2 separate regions of the Sus scrofa genome follow, and region 2 is linked to region 1. A link is a contact called in public promoter capture Hi-C data. All regions are on one chromosome and are shown on one strand. Each heading gives the region's core, a stretch centred on a gene start, on an enhancer-like site or on the middle of the called end of the contact. The rest is flanking DNA. Distances are from core to core; before and after follow the strand shown. Region 1 holds the start of TRMT44 (probable tRNA (uracil-O(2)-)-methyltransferase). Region 2 holds the start of SH3TC1 (SH3 domain and tetratricopeptide repeat-containing protein 1).

The links. Promoter capture Hi-C pulls out the DNA fragments that hold promoters and counts their contacts.
Region 2: a promoter capture Hi-C map of liver shows a contact between it and region 1, with 4 times the contacts expected there. The contact joins the promoter of SH3TC1 here to the promoter of TRMT44 in region 1. A contact is called at or near these places in 1 of 5 promoter capture datasets (liver), 1 of 47 Hi-C or Micro-C datasets (liver) and 1 of 2 datasets of contacts at active chromatin or transcription factors (alveolar macrophages).

The regions. Positions count from the first base shown.
Region 1 is chr8:2,707,099-2,709,798 of Sscrofa11.1, reverse strand. It overlaps TRMT44 (probable tRNA (uracil-O(2)-)-methyltransferase), which reads left to right and starts at 1,389. Exons shown (of 14, transcript XM_021100950.1): 1 at 1,389-2,056. The coding sequence starts at 1,420.
Region 2 is chr8:2,882,865-2,885,564 of Sscrofa11.1, reverse strand. SH3TC1 (SH3 domain and tetratricopeptide repeat-containing protein 1) reads left to right here and starts at 1,391. Exons shown (of 18, transcript XM_021100954.1): 1 at 1,391-1,779.

The DNA.
Region 1 (2,700 bases), core at 140-2,639:
CTCAACCTCATGGTTCCTAGTCGGATTCGTGAACCACTGAGACATGACGGGAACTCCAAGACTGAGGATTTTGTAAATCACTAGATTCTGCAGCCTGTGCTGGTGATGTTGGTTAAACTGGCAGTAGCTGCCTTTCTCTGCCCCTCCCGGGGATAGGCAGGTGACAGTTGAGTCTGCCTGTCCTAAGAAGCACCCCAGGGTGGTGCTCAGAGGCAGAAACACATGTGAACTGAAGCTTGGTACTTGCCATCAGCCTCTACATGGACTAAACCATGAGCCACTGCAGCTGCTGACCTGCAGCGCCCCCTGAACCGAACTCAGGGTAGAAATCAGGACTTAGGCACTCAGTGCTCTGGGGACATTGGAAGAACAGGTCTTCAGAATCAGATATTTTTAGAAGATTTTATGTACTCAATTCTTGCATCTCCGTATATCTAGAAAAACAAACACTAAACTCCTTCATGGTGATGTCCGCTCCTTGTGACTGGTAGTGACCTTCAGGATGTCAGCAACAAACTTTTGTAAAACGTGTGTGTACTGTATGCCCCCCCACGCCTTTATCATATCCTGATATTCCTCCTTTTTGCTTTGGGTAGTATTTCAGAGCTACAGCCCGGGCTGTAGCTAAGGACAAAACAAAGAATGTCACGGTCATCTTCAAATGCAGCCACCTCAGAGCCAGTGAGCCCTGCAGTTTGTGAAAACTCAGGATCCTGGCCCTGATAGCGGAGGTGCATATCAAAGGAATGATTTCAGTGAGCCCAGGCCTCTTTAGTTTCTGCTACCTGCCCTTTGCGGCCAAGACTCCCATATATCCTAGCTCCCCCCTCGCCTCCTTGGAGAGGTTTCTCAGGGCTACCTGAGATGCTGTCTTCTGGGCTTAAGTCCTAATTTTGCCCCAAATAAAACTTAATTCTAAACTTTCAGGTCGTGCATTTTTTTTAGGTCGACATGCACCAGCTGCAACTCTCCCACACAAGAAAGCTGCCAGGGCGAAAATGGAGAAGCGCGAGTTTTCACAAGAGGACTAATCCTGGACACCCACGAACGTGGGCTCCTTGAATCTTGATCAGTAATCAACGCTGGACACAATCAGATGTCAGATGCTGGGATTACATTTAAGATTCCGCAAACACACCACCTCCAAATTCTCCCACACTCAGCTCAGGTCATGTTACCATCCCGCGCCAACACCCTTGGACGGAGCCCAGGATAAAACACAGGTTAAATTCCTCTGCCAAAAACGCCAGGGTAAGGCTGCCAGGGAAACCAAAGCGGAAAAGTCACGGGCCCAGCTCATTCCCCATCATTTCCGGCCCTAGCGCACCGCCCCTGTGACGCAAGCACGGCGCGCCGCGATGACGGCACGCCGCGCTCTGCGTCATCGCGGCGCGCCGCCGGGCGCTCAGCAAGCTGACTATGGCGGAGGTGGGCCGGGCTGCCGTGAGCGATCCGGGTTCGCTGCTCCCGGAGGGCTTCTGGGCGGCGGTGGCTGTGTGGGTGGAGAGGCCGCAGGTGGCCAACAAGCGGCTGTGTGGCGCCCGCCTGGAGGCCCGGCGCAGCGCCTCCCTGCCCCGGGCTGAGGCCCGCGGCCCTCGGCCCAGCTCGGGCCCCGAGCCGGAGGAGAGGGCCGCGGCGGGATGCGCGCCCGAGGGGGGCCTGGGACCCAGCCGGCGTTTCCCCCAGGAGGGCTCGGAACCCCGGCCCAGCGCAGCCCCGGAGCAGGACCCCCACCAGCCCCAGGTCGGGCGCCGGCGTGGGGACGACCCGAGGGAAGCAGCCGCTGCGCCTCTGCTCGCAGGGGCCCCCGGCCAGCGCGGCCAGGCTGAAGCCGAGGAGGGTCACTTCCCCGCCCCAGATCTGGATTCTATCTGGAACGATTTCTCACAAAGCCTCGCCGGCGACGATCGAGAGATGCTAAACTTCCTCACCGGCTCGGAGGCGGCCTCGCAGCAAGAGGCTCAGCGTGAGCTGGTCCTGATTCTCAGAACCATCATCCCGAAGGCGAGCCCGCGTTGCCCGCTCGGTGCTGCGAGGAGAGAAATGGTCGTGCAAGGTAAGAGTATTTCTGAGAGTGGCAGGTGTCAGAGATAAACAGAGCCACGCGCGCTAAGGTGACAGGGAAAGATTTTAATTGGTGGTACTCTGTCACAGTAGGAAGAGGAGTCCAGCGTGAACTGAGCAGCCGCTCCCATTTGTGCAGAGGTGACTGGCCGTTTTAGAGGGAGGGTAAGGAAATAGGGAGGGGTGGGGGCTGGTAGAGTCGGGGAGGCCACACATCAGCAGAAAGCAGGAGAGGTGGGGGACCGGTGTAGGAACGTGATCCGGGTTTGGTAACGCTGCTTAGGGAAGTCAGGGCCTCCCCTCCCGCGGGGTGGGCCCCCAGGGGCTCCCATTCAGATGTGGGCTGGGACGCACAGTTCTCCTGTCGCCTTGAGTTTTCTCAGGCACTTCAAGGGGGCTGGGGTCATGCTAGGGGTGAGGTCTTGAACTTTGGGGAACTTGAATAGTGTTTGTTCAAGGCTTCATAGGCCACAGCTGAAGCCTCTCTGAGCCAGGCTGAGCACCTGGCTGGTTTGGCCAAGAGGAGAGTCATCCGCAGAGGAAGCAGAATAAAAAGCGGTCAGTCGGTGACAAGGCGCTAGGGGCACGTAGAGATGCATGTCCTGCGTACAGAGGGTGGGGTCATTGCCTGGGCGG
Region 2 (2,700 bases), core at 142-2,641, 180 kb before region 1:
TCTGGCCCCGTGTCACCCGGATTTAGGCTCTGGCCTCCAGACCGAGAGAGAATAAACCTGCTGTTTGGAATCGCCCAGCCTGCGGTATCTGTCCGGGCGGCACCACGACACAGGGACCAGTGCAGCTCCCCTGCAGGAGAGACTGCTGGGGTCACTCCACAGAGGGGCGGCCCAGACAGAGCGGGGGCGGCCACACCCCGGTGGGAAAGCAGAGCTGCTGGCAGGAGCAGCTGCCTCTCTGCTCTGGGGCCGCCTGGGTCCCTGGACCCATGGGGTGGGGAGAAATCCTGCCGTTACTCAGCAGGATTTGGCCACCGGGAGCCTCAGATTCCTGCCCCGTCGTCACCGAGCAAGTTGGTGTGCAAGGGAAGACCTGGCCAGCTGGGGTGTGGGGAGCTGGTTCTGGTTCTGCCCGCGAGCTGCTGGGCCCCCTTGATGTGTGGGCGAGTGGCTAGTGCCGCCTGGTGAGGGGCTTGGTCCCATCGCTGGCCCTCGATGGGGACCTTGCTTGTGTGAGGTGACCACGGCCCTCCAGCCGCCTGGGCTCCGGCCCACTGGGAGGGGAGGGGAGTTTGTGTCTGGGGGGGCAGCTGTGCGTAATGCAGGGGGCTGATCAGAGAAAGGCAGGGCGTCACCCAGAAATAGCTCGGCCGAGAGGGGTGCTCAGCCTGGGGACAAGGGTCTGGAGAGGTGTTTGGTTGTCACAGCCGTGGTTGGCATCCAGTTGGCAGAGGCAGTGCACATGGCAGCCCCCCTATAAGAGATTGCCTGGAATGTCAGCAGTGCCACAGTTAGAAGCCAGGGCCCAGGAGATTTAGCGATTGTCTGGCCTGGTTCTGGGCTCATCTTCTGCTTGTCACTGGCCTGGGGCAGACCACAGCCTCTCCCGAGCCTCAGTTTCCCTGTCTGTAATACAAACAGGCGTATTACCACTTAACTCGGCAATGGCTCCCGGTCATTCAGCCGGGCCATGTGTGACAGCCCAGCCTATCGCAAGCACGGGACAGCAAGGTGGCCTCCCGGTCTTCATTCACGGGTCTGGGCTGGGGCCAGGGGCCAGATCCCGAGCCCTGCCTTGGTGAGGGCCTGAGCGCAGGTGGCACCCACCCCGGTTCAGTTCCTGCTTCTTGTTCCAGAAACAGGAGCCTCAGTTCTGGCTCCGCAAGCGGGGCGGAGATTCCTGCTCTCCAGCCCACGTGGGTTCTGGAGCCAGCGGGAAGGCAGAGCGGGAAGGAGCACCGGTGGGCAGCCCCCGTCTGTCCCTGTGTGTGTCTCCGTTGAAACGGGCTGGAGCAGCGGGAGGGAGCGGCCCACAGGTCTGTGCATGCGTGTGTGTGTGTGTGTGTGTGTGTGTGTGTGTGTGTGTGTGTACAGTAAGTGGAAGAGGAAGAGAGAGCCGAGCTGAGGTTGGCAAGGCAGCTCCTGGGCTTCCCCAATCCCAGAGGCTGGGGCGGGAGCCTGGGTGGCCCGGCCTCCACCTCCGAGTCTGGGTGCCCGGCCGTGGGCAGGCGGGACGGGGCCTGGAGCGGGCCCAGGACGGAGCTAATGATCAACCAGCCCTCAGAGGCGGTGCAGCAGCGTGGGGCCTGCCTCCCGCCAGCGGCCTGGGCGCAGGGAGGAAGTGGGGCAGGAAGCAGGGGCGGGGGCGGCTGCGGTGCCGTCAGCGGGCTGTGGGCGGCCGCTGCCCCTGGCCGGCGGAGACCAGGGTCAGAAACAGCCACCTGGTGCCCGGGGTCCTGCAGCTGGTGGCCCGGGGGCGGCCTGAGGAGCTGAGCACAGGTATGGGGCACTGGACGGGCGGGCGAGGGCTGCGAGCAGGCTTGTCTGCTGAGCTGGGTCTTGGCAAGGTTGGATCAGAGTCGTCTGTCGCCTTTCAGTTTCTTGGGGACTTCTCTGGCCTTTTGGGATCGGAGAGAGCAGAACTGGAGTCTGGGAGGCCTGAAGGCTGAAGGCACGGGTCAGGGGACCGGCTGGAGCTCCGGGAGCTGGCCTGTGACGGGACTGATGGCACTGCCGCTCCCCTGGTCTCCCTTGACCCCACCTTCAGGAGGGCTCCCAGCCAGGGTGTCCCGAGGGTCTGGTCAGGATGCGGGGATGTCGCCAGCAAGCAGGATTCCAGATCCAGGGGGCCTCAAGTGGGCCCCCACCCCGGGCTGTCACCCCCTCAGGCAGACACCATGAGTGTCCAGCCCAGGGTGTCGCTATAGCTGTGACCCGGCCACTCTGAGGTCACCACCCAGGGGCCGCCTCTCCATCAACAAATGGAACGAGCGACTTGGCCAGGGGCCCCAACCCGAAATTTCTAGGGGAGACCCAGACCCAGGCCTTTTAGCACCAGGTCCTGGCCTGGGCGTGTGGTCCCAGAAGAGCACGGACCCCGTCCCCCGCCTGCAGTGACCCCTCCTCGATCCCCAAGCCCCATCTGAGGGGGTTTCCGAAAGATGACAGATGGCAAAGTGACGCTGGGGGAGCTGGTGTTGCGGTCGCTTGGGGTGTGATCCCCAACCCTGGAGGGCATGTGGGTTGCAGCTGAACTGGCAGATGGAGGCAGGGTGGGGGCCTGGGTGGGGTGTGCCAGGCTTAAGGGTGCGTGTCGTGGGCGGAACTCGGACCCACCTGGGCCCCAATCCCACCAGGGCCCCCAGCTGGGCGGAGTCAGCGCAGCTGCTCACTGAGGCTTGACGGCCCTTCTGTGAAATG